Linked DNA regions of Mus musculus: all the other regions are linked to region 2. A link is a contact called in public Hi-C and Micro-C data. All regions are on one chromosome and are shown on one strand. The core of a region is the stretch at or near the end of the contact, and the rest is flanking DNA. Distances in the headings are between cores, read along the strand shown.

Region 1 (3,456 bases), core at 452-2,951, 150 kb after region 2:
CTTTTGACTTCCAGATGTCCCGCCTTCCATTTCCTGCCTAAGCCATAGGTCATAGGCTTCTTAATTGACAGGTGAAACAGCCATACAACACATAGACATTTTCTCTCCGGGAACTCAAACCTTAGAGCATAGCTTACACCCCTTACCCACTGCGGCCTGAGCTAGAGCCGCTTGTCAACAACCTGCTTGATGGCAGAATGGCAGAATAAGGACATACCGGTTCCCTTAGAGAGCTCGACCTCGACAGGCAATAGCCAAACAGGAAATGTTGCAACACAGTGATTGCTAGACAGAGGGGTTCTCATATGAAGAGGTAGAAGTCCCAGAGAACCCCTCCGCATCTGACTTTAGAGATCAAATTATCCCTGAATTGGGATTTATCCTAATTTGGGATTATCCCTAAACCCTACCACACGCATCTCCATCCCCCGCCCCCTGCTCCCCACAAGCCTTCTCCCTCAGCTCAGCCCAGTCAGCATTCCCTCAATGTCTCATCCGACTGAAAGTTCTCAGACTTCCACGCCGTCCCCAACCCCCACCTCCTTTGGTGGCCCATGACCCACTGGTTTGGGGTCTGATTTCTCAGCTCTGTCTTTCTTTCTTAGAACCATGGGCACAAGGAGGACATTCTCTGTGTGGCTCAGTGCCCGCCTTTTCTTCTGGCCACCTCCAGTTACGATGGAGAGATAATAGTTTGGAATGTCATCTCAGGTCACATGTACTGCAAGCTGAACACCCCCAGCCCCATGGATGGCCAGGACCATAGAGAAGGTAAGTAAGGGGCAGGTTCCATAGCCTCTGTACACAGACCCTCCTTAAAGGAGTCTCCATTCTGGACCATGACTTGCTGGGGAGGGACTGGCCTTGTGTCGTGTCCGTCCCTCCCCTGCTTCCTGTCCATGCCATGTGTCATATCTGTTCCTGTTCTCTTCCCTGTCAAAAGCCCAGCCCACAGAAGTCTATCTCGGTATCTTTGAGGTCTTTATCTGCTCCCAACCTGAAGGCTGGACCACTGAGCCCTGCGGCTATGTTGGCACCCCTTTCCTCTCCCACTTTTTCTCTCCATCACCATCCACTTGCCATGTGCATCTTCCACCCTGCTACTAAACCTTCTCCCCCAGCTCAGCCCATGCAGCACCCCCTCAATGTCTCATCCGACTGGAAGATCTCCATGCTCTACCCATCCTCTGCCTCCTCTGGTGGCCCGTGACCCACAGATCTCCAACCTCAATCCTTCCTTACTACTTAAGCATTCAACTGCAAAACTTCACTACCACTTGCCAATTTTGGGGGGAGAGGCTGGCTCTGTTTCTTCAGGGTCTTCTCTGTCTGCTATCTGCTAATGATCGTGGTGGTCATCAAAACAATAATGGGGTGCCCCAACCATAGTTGAGATGTCTTCTGGTTTTACTGCTGGGTGTGCAGGGCTGGGACACTGGCTATAGCCTGTTGTTAAACAGGCTTCCTCCCTTCCCCTGCCCGCCTAGCGGCCCAAGCCCTTCCTTCTCAAGCAGCAGCTGTCTGCTTTGGAGCCACAGGAAAGGAGATGACACAGAACGCTGATTGTTTTGGCATAGAATGAGGAAGGTCTTTCATTTCCTGAGGCCCAAGCTACAAATCCTTATCGAACCACCAGTGGTGATTAGATCCCTGGCTTTAGGCATTTAAAAACAAAACACACAAAACCTCTGAATCATTTAGCCAGAAAATACTTCTGAGCTGTTCCCAGGTGCATTAGGCTCTGAGAAGTGATGTCAGAGGTATAAGATCTTAAGGGGCTTCTGGTCCTAATGCAGAGGCAAGCTGTGGGTAGCCAGCGAGTTAAAAAAAATAATAATAATGGTTAAGTCACGTGGTCAGCTTGAGTGCCACCTGGAGGGGATAGGCGGTGGAGCCTCTGGCAACCTTGGCATCAGAATGGAACTCTGACCTGCAGACTCATCACCAAGTCAACTCCTGATCCCCATTTCTCCACTTGTTTAAAAAAAATTATTCTCCAAAGCTCTCTCTGAGAACACTGAACTGTTTCTTTTTGTGTTTGTTGTTTTTAGTCTTTAGGGAGGAAAGGGATGGGCGTTCGTTGCATTCCAGAAGTTTAGTTTCTTTGCCATTAAAATGAAAATAAAGTCACCGGCTTAGGATGTGAGGCTGACACTTCAGGAAGCAATTCTGATGCAAAACCCTGTTTGCAGAAATGATCACTGCTCCAGGTTACTGTAGACTGCAAGCAGTCTCATTTTGAAAATCTCTTTTGTTACAGGAACACAAACCCAGCCATCACCACAGTAACACTTCCGCAAGGTAGAATTTTCACACACACACACACACACACACACACACACACACAGAGGCACGTACACATGTACACTGCACACACACATGCACTTGCCCTCTCCTGTGCACACACAGGCGCACACACACACACACACACACACACACACACACACACACACACGGTGTGCATGCCCTTCCATGAAGGAGTAACCTGGCTGCTTCTTGACAGTCACACCAAAGCTCAGTGGCCTTTCTCACATGGCCTTGATGAAGGGGATGCCATCTTGCATGCAGAACCATGGTTCTCTCTGGGAAAAGGGCTTGCAAAGCTGGAGGGGGTGAAGTCTTTATTCTGCTGACTCATCTCACTAAGGTTTCTGCTCCATTCTTCCGCCCAAAGGCGATTGCTAATTCCTCTTCCACATCAAAAAGAATTTGACTGTGAGAGAAACCAGGGGATCCCAACCAGGCCAAAGTTCAAGAAAGTCAGCCCATCTGAGACAGAGGAGGTTTATATAGGAAAGCAGTTGACACCCACTGGTTGGCTCTGCCGTCAGCCATTTTCCCATAAGCTGATTTTATCTACTGCTCACACTGACCCTGAGAGACAGGCAGTGTCTGCTTGTTTGCATCAACAGGAGGCTGACACTTGAGAATTAAACAGGACTCGTCATTAACAGCTGCCATAGGCTGAGGAACTTTGAGAGAGGCGCTTTGGGGTCATTAATCCCTTCAGCCTTCACAGCAAGGTTTATGTAGGAGACTCATGTGGTCTCCGCTGTGAAGAAGGTCATCTCTACATGATAGATGGGCATAGCTGAGGTGTTGTGCAGGGATGCACTCCTGGACCCAACATGGGTAAGGAAGAGGCTGGCACACCTTTGTGCCTCTGTAGCCATCCCTGGGATAAACACAAGCAGAAAACCAGAGAAGTCACCTTTATGACCTCTCAAAGACCCACTTCCTAATACTCTTATATTGAATATTGGGGGGGCCGTAAGCATTCCTTTATATGTAGCTGCTCATTCTCTCTCTGAAGCCCCGACCCCGGCCTGGCTTGGAGAGGGTCATGGAAGGACTGTGCTTTTCCCACAGTATTCTTTATGTCTCTTGACTTTCATTTACTAAGAGGCACTGGGGGAGTAGGGATAAAGAGTCCCAAACACTGGCAGATTCGGGAAC
Region 2 (3,501 bases), core at 910-3,409:
CAAAGGCGTGCTCCACTAAGGCAGGCTGTCAATCACCTTCTAAACAAGGTTCCAGAAATGTCCATTGTGCATTTCCTGTCTTCTCTTTCTAAGAGCAAGTGGTAGCCATGTTCTCATCTGGAGGCATTCAGTAGTAACTAAGAACCTGCTATGTGGCCAATAGTCAGGCAGTTGCCAAGATTATGAACATGAAATACCCTTTGCAGTCAGTGATTAATACATAGTTTCTTGTGTTGTGAGGGGGTCCCATAAGTGAACCAGAGAGCTACAATCAATAATCAGTCAATCAATCAATCTGACAACACTACAAGGTTTCTGGATGTTCAATGCTAACTGGTAATTCAAAATCAAATCAAGCAAGCTCAGAGTGTTTATTATATAGAGTTGAACAGAGGAGTGAGGTTACTGTGTATAGCGGAACAAGAAGACCAGGGTATTACATCGAGATAAAAGGGATGCAGGGTTTATGGTATTCAGCTAGACCACAGAGACAAGACTAGGTCATGGTATCCCGGAAGAAAGCTATGGTGGACATTTTGACACACGCTGTCCACATCCCCACTAAAGAACTGGGATCCTTGATGCAGTCCTTCCCATTTCCCTTTGAGTCTCACTTAGGAATGCTCCTTTCTTTCTTTTTTTTTTTTTAATTGCTATTTGATTTGCTGTCCTGAATTTTATAAAAACATTTTAAGTGAGTTTTGGCTTGGGATCAGGGCAGAACTTCCAAGTGTTTTTTGAAGTGGTCCTAAGCACATTTCTGACCTTTTGTGCCAGGCATTTATCCAAAATGGTCTTCCAAGTACTGGTGATTATAGGAACCAAAATATTGATGGATTCTGAAAAGCCCCGAAGATGGTCTCATATTCAGCATCTCCTATTCAGCCGAGATTTAATTATTTATGTAAGATAAACAGGTCATCTCATTAATATGCAACCTCAATAATATGACGTCTCATTAATATGCAAATTTGCTTCATATCTTTCATAGATGGTAAAATTGTATGCACAGCAATGAATTGCTTTTTAAAATAAAGCTCCTCATGGTTCATTATCAATAAACATGTGACCTGTGTATTTGTCTTATATACCTTATATACTCTAGCTGGCATAAAAATTTCTCAGGCACAGTGTGATCACAAGTGGAAAAAAATTAAAAGCCACACTCTAACATGTATAAGTGGGTAGGATCAGCCGGCCAGTGTACAGTAACAAAGTGGCATCCTATGATTGGTACTAGGAATATAGTTTGGGATTTTTTGTATTTATTAAAAATAAGGTCTGGTGTAACCCAGGCTGCCCCTGGACAAACTATGTAGTGGAGGATGACCCTGCTGCATCCATTATCCCTCTGGACTCTCCGTAATTAGCCTGTGCCCAATGTTTCCCTGAAGTAACTAGACACTAGCTTAGGATGCTCTGGGTTGACCTCACACAGACCTGATGCCGAAACTTTTACCTTTCCCTTATACCACATCTTTCTCATCCTTGAGTGTAGTCGCTGTGTCCTACAGATTTCCATGCCAACCTTGCCCAATTTTGCTTACATTGAAAATTATGAATGGACACAAATTTGCGGTTGGGCGTCTGTCTGTCTGCTTCTGGGTTTTTAATATTCGGGGTATTTAATATTTTGAGACAAGGCATCTCTTTCCAGGGTTGGGCTCCTGCCTTAGCCTCCTGAGTTCTCGGATCACCGGTGAGCACCAGTATACCAGGCTAAAATAAACTTTTTTTTTCCAGCCTTTTCCAGTTTGCTCGTATTTGCCAATACATAAAACAATGGCATAGTATTGCAAGGACCAGAGCAGTGTCTCTCCACCTTCCTAATGCTGCGACCCTTTAATATAGTTCCTCATGTGGTGGTGACCCCCCCCCCAACTACAAATTGTTTGGTGGCTACTTCATAACTGTAATGTTGCTACGGTTATGAATTGTAATGTATAATGGTAACATCTGTGTTTCCTGATGGTCTTAGGTGACCCCTGTGAAAAGTTCGTTCGACACCCCCCACCCCCAAGGAGTCGTAGTCCATAGGTTGAGAACTATTGGATTAGGGCACTCCATGAAAGTCAGGAATCAGCGTGATGCGCTCACCCTCTGGGTCCAGGGGCGGAGACTGAGGCGTCTCCATAGCGACGCTTCACAAAGGCACGCGCAGAGGGTGGGGCGCAGAGCGGAGTACTACTGCCTTGTCAGGGCGGGAAGGCGACCTTTTGGGACAAGATGGCCCGGTATAGGAACAAGGTTTCGTGCCCTGCTCAATGTGACCCCAAGCTCCAGTCAAGTAAGACTGCCCACGCTGCGGGTCTGCGGGGCGTGGTGTGCTGTGTGTGCGGTGGAGTTGTTTTAAATAAGGCAGTTTTTTTTTCCCCAAGGGCATCAATCGTGAGAGGTTTGCCTCGCTTTTAGAGATGGCAGGGAGGCGCAAGTGAGTCAGGGAGAAAGATCAGCTGTCCAAAATCACACTCCTGTCCAGCCCTTTATACTCCCCTCTCTAAAACTCTGGGGTGTCCCTTTAAATACTTAAGGAAACCCCTGAGGAGACATGATAAAGCCACAGCTAGTGTCCTTCCAAGGACAACAGAGCCGAAGACAAATGAACAGAACTGGGGACGTAATGGAGGGAGAGAAGGAGTCTGGCTGGTTCTTTAAGTCGCAAACAGCAAATTCAGTGGGGCGGGAGGGAGGGGAGGGGCGGGATCAGCCGGCCAGGGCTGCTCTGTCTGCAGACTGGGCTGGGAGCTGAGCCCTTTTCAAAGGCGCTCTGCCAGGTGACAGATGGAGAGCCTTGCTCTGTGGTTCTGCTTGCGGCGGCGGCAGCGGGTTTACCAGCTCAGCGTTTTGCGTTGGTGAAGAGACATCACCTCCCCTGGCTGTTAGTTGCGACTCGAGTAGCATTATTACTGAGTGCACAGTCAGCGTATCCATCCCTTCGGAGCAATAATGGCCGGCTGCAGCCGTCTAGCCGAGCTGGCTAAGGGGCTGTGAGGATTCTTTAGAATGATGCTCCTAAGAGAACAATGAAGTGGGTGTTTACATTCCAATCTAGTTCTCTGTAAACGAAGAGTGGAAAGCTGGAGTGTGTGTGTGAGGGGGGAGGGCGGGAAGGAGCGTATTCAGTTAAAAAAAATGTTAAATGTTTTCAGATTCTATAGGACGGCGAGGTCAGGAGATGGAGGAGGGAAAAGCTCCCAGGATCCCCAAGGGCACTCCTTAATTTCCATTTCCCTTTTTCTAAACACTCTGTCTGTCAGGTATTTTCCTAGGCCAGTAGTCTCCTTCCTTGTCTGGAACAGATAAGAGTTAGGATTCCTCCTCTTACGGAATTGATCACGTACCCCAGGACTTCCGGTGCTGCACAAACTGCCAGGGACTCTACTGTCTACACTCAGTACCCAATGCCAAATGTTCAGACTGAACTATCCCGCTCTTGATCAGGCAGTTTCCATGCATGGCCCAGAGGCCCCTGTGCCTCAGTGTGGACAAAAATCACCTTCC
Region 3 (3,546 bases), core at 434-2,933, 240 kb after region 2:
AATCACAGAAAGGCAGTCCTTTCCTCAAACTTGAGTCATGGAGCTGTGTGATGTGTCATTTGTCATTGTCCTCTGTGAAGATGCTGAAGACAGGCAAGTTTATTACTTAAAGGATGGGCTCTCGCCCTTACCGTCCAATCTCCTACACTCCTCCTGGAATACAGTCATGTTGGATCATGATGAAAATTTCAATTAAAAATTTGTATTTGATTGACTTTTACTTATGTGCAGATGTGTAACCCTATGTGTAGGCCTGTGCGTGAGATGCCAGTATCTGCAGAAGCCAGAGGCATCAGATGGATCATCGGATCGGCCACTCTGGAGTTTGAGTTACTGGCAGTCATAAGCCAACAAATGTGGATGTAGGAATGGAACTCAGGCCCTCCAGGAGAGTAGTACATGGTCTTAATCACTGAGTCACCTCTCCATCCTTCCAGGATAATTTCAATGAAAAGTCTGATCCACTAAGCCCTCAAAGTTGTTTGCTACCAAAGTAGGGTCCTCAGTTGTGTTACTTGGCTACTAGATTTTTCTCTCTATTTACATCTTGTTTATAGGTACGGTGTCTAACAAAGGGAAGGAATATTTCCTAGGAGAATGCTAGAAAACTTTAGCAATGGGAAACTGTCTATCAGCTTTAGAACTTCCCAAGAAAGCCCAAGGAGTTAAAGCAGCCAACCAAGAATTTGGAAAAACTGTAGCGCTGGTCTTCATCAGTCAAGAGACTGGCACCAGTCAACAAGAAACACACAGAAACTAAGAAATATGACTGCCAAAGTCTTTATGAGCAGGCTTGCCCTAGAGTTTTACTACCTGTGGTTGGGGGAGATGTTCGGTGAGTCATTTGTCCTGTGACCACAGTGGCTGAAAGGCAACTCTAGCTGCCCTCTAGCCTCGCATCATCTAAACACAAGCCAGGGTTGCTCAGTCAGTCTTTTTTACATCCTTGGAGATGCAGGAGAAACTGTGTTTCTGGGAAGGGTCCCTCTAATTCTTCCCTGTAATTGTTTCCCTCTTTGGTTCACTACAATGTAACTGTAAGGTCCTCAGGTGGAACTCTTCCAGGGTGGGAGGGAGACCCTTCAGGATTCTGTGCTGGAAGGAACTCTGCTTATGTGACTTTTCCACCTCACTCTTCTCTGTGTTCTTAATTGATTCATTTTCATCAAGTATCTTGAATACCCTCTCTCTTCCATCACAGTGAACACTCAAAATAACATTAATAAAAATTTAGCTTTACACCAACATCTATTAAGAGCAAAACTCCGGGCCAAAGCTATTAATCAAATTCCATTTAAGAAGAGGATATTAAGTAAATTAGTTGAGCTGATTAAAAACACCTTCATCAAAGTAGAACATCGGTGCCAACAATATTAAGAGTTGAATTATCGATTTTGCTTTTTATAAAAACTGAAGATAGTCCATTAGCAGGGAAGAAAAAAACGATCCTTCTTCCTTCACTTTGAGGACAGTAAGGGTGATCTACTGCTAGGGATGGGGAAAGAAGTTCTGGGAAGCGAAGGGCATGACGGCAGAGTTTGTCAGAGGGTCAGAAAAGAAGCTCTGAGGTCAGATGCCCAGAGGAGGGCGCGGTCCAGCTGGGCAGCAGGACCACCTACAACCGCGCCGGTTGCGAGCGTACACCGGGGCGCTCCCGATCCCGGCCGCCAGAGGGCGCAGCCCGAGCCGGCGCGGCGCCGGGAAGGAGGAGGGGAGCGCGAGAAGGGTCAGGCGCGCAGGGCGTCCGCGCAGCTCGGCTCCGGGAAGGGCGCGGAGCCTCTGCCTCCGGGATGCGGCCTCCCGCGCTGCTGGCGCTGTTCAGCTGCTCCGCGGGTAAGTAGCGAGCGGCCCGGGCGGGCGCGGGGAGGGAGTCCCGGGGCTGCTGGCCACCCCCGCGCGGTTCCGGCTGCCGCCCGCCCCGTCCCGCCCCGTCCCGGCCGCAGCGCCCTCTAGTGGCGCCACCCTCGGCCCGCGCCCTCTCCATCTCCGCCTCCTTCCGCCGGGGCACGCGGGCTGGTGGGGAGGGCGCGGCCGGGTCGGGAGCCAGAGCCGCGCAACTGCTAGAAACTTTACAAGAGGCCGCGCCTTTCCCGCCCCTGCGCGCCGCCCGTGCGCCCTGCGGTGCACACCTCGCGCCCCACTATGAGCACCCCGCCCTGTGCGCCCCCAGCGCCCCGCCGAATGCTTGCCGCGCTCCGCGGTGTGCACTCCGCACTCCACCGTAGCTATCCTACGCCCCACGGCATTCATGCCACGGCCCGCCGTGTGCACTCTGCGCCCCACTGTGTACACTCCGTGCGCCCCACCGTGTGCACCCTCTGCTTGTGCTTACTCCGTGCCCGGCCGTACACCCCCTGCTCTCTACCGTGTGCCCCTGTGTCCCACAGCTGTGCACTCATGGGTCCCATAGTTGTGCATCCCATACCCCTAGATGTGCATCCCCGCGCCCCACCTTGTGCACACCCCTCGATCCTCCATGTGCATTCCCAGTGCCTGGAGGTGCATATCCCAAGTTTCACCCCTCCCGACCTTGAATACCGTATCCCACCTCACCGTGCATACCCCGCATCCCACTGTGTGCACCCCGCTCTCTACCTTGTGCATCCCCCGTGTTCCGCCCTGTGCACCCTGTACCTCCTGTTGTGGACAACCTGCACTCGGCCATGGGCACCCCTTTTCCCACTCCTCCGTATGTACCCTGGATCTCCTGCTGTGCATGACCGGTGTCCCACTATCTACACCCCACCCCCACCCCCGCCCATCGCCCCAGTCAAGCACACACCGTTTTGCCTTAAATACTCCATGCATCCCATCGTGTGTTCCTTGAGACCCTACCCAGCTTTACAGAACCCTGATACAGCCATTAGCACGCCCCAAGGCGCGCCCCCCTCCCCGTATCCCTTGCGTCACCCCCACCCTGTACCCTCAGCTCCTGCAATTTCCCAGAGACCTCCTCTCTTTGTGTACCACTCCCTAGGAACCTACAAACTTGGCCTGCCTTCCTCCTAATGCAGTTGGGCAAGGAGGGGAGGGAGGACCGGGGTGCCCCGCGGAACCTTGAGGCCTCCGGGAAAATCAGAGAACTGGTCCCAGGCAGTCCAGTTGCCTGTTCCTTTCTTCCCGTTTTCTGGAGGCCGTTTCCTCCCCCTTTCAGCTAAGATGATGTGGAAAAAAAGTTATAAAGTCATTGCGAATGACTCTTTATGATATTTGTTCAAGTTTGAAAGCGTGGGTTAAAAAAAAAAAAAAAAAAGACTCTTTGCAGCTTGTCCTAATACTTTTCCCTAACCCTGACTTGTCTGTGAAAAGGCAGAATTTCAGTTTTAGAAATGGCAGAATGGCTCAGTTTAGGGAAAGATGTAGTCCACGAGAGCCTTGACAGCTCGTTTGGATTTGGATTTATGCTTTCCGAATAAGGACGTTTTTTGTTTTGCTTCTGTGTACCCCTGGCATTTCTTCTGGTGCTCACTAAGTGTGAGAAAATTGAGCAAGATTAGCTTGTAATTAATTGCTCACCCACATGATTAATTTGGCAACACTGTAATT

Evidence for each region. A called contact is a pair of places that touch in the nucleus more often than the background predicts.
Region 1: a Micro-C map of trophoblast stem cells shows a contact between it and region 2, with 4 times the contacts expected there. The contact joins the enhancer-like site here to the promoter of Tex26 in region 2. A contact is called at or near these places in 1 of 484 Hi-C or Micro-C datasets (trophoblast stem cells), 1 of 115 datasets of contacts at active chromatin or transcription factors (embryonic stem cells) and 3 of 9 other capture datasets (adipose tissue, liver and pancreatic islet).
Region 3: a Hi-C map of nephron progenitors shows a contact between it and region 2, with 4 times the contacts expected there. The contact joins the promoter of B3glct here to the promoter of Tex26 in region 2. A contact is called at or near these places in 2 of 39 promoter capture datasets (liver and neural stem cells), 1 of 484 Hi-C or Micro-C datasets (nephron progenitors), 1 of 115 datasets of contacts at active chromatin or transcription factors (embryonic stem cells) and 3 of 9 other capture datasets (adipose tissue, embryonic stem cells and liver).

What each region holds. Positions count from the first base shown.
Region 1 is chr5:149,587,465-149,590,920 of GRCm38.p6, forward strand. It overlaps Wdr95 (WD40 repeat domain 95), which reads left to right. Exons shown (of 23, transcript NM_029440.3): 15 at 606-771. Among named protein-coding and RNA genes, the nearest start is that of Gm35763, 4.9 kb to the left of the region's middle. Within about 2 kb of position 1,702, at least 28 of the 459 cell types and tissues checked have an H3K27ac peak or open chromatin away from gene starts, as enhancers often do. A contact at or near this core is called in trophoblast stem cells, where this site is marked.
Region 2 is chr5:149,437,501-149,441,001 of GRCm38.p6, forward strand. It overlaps Tex26 (testis expressed 26), which reads left to right and starts at 2,160. Exons shown (of 7, transcript NM_029464.2): 1 at 2,160-2,287. The coding sequence starts at 2,227.
Region 3 is chr5:149,676,547-149,680,092 of GRCm38.p6, forward strand. B3glct (beta-3-glucosyltransferase) reads left to right here and starts at 1,684. Exons shown (of 15, transcript NM_001081204.2): 1 at 1,684-1,833. The coding sequence starts at 1,791.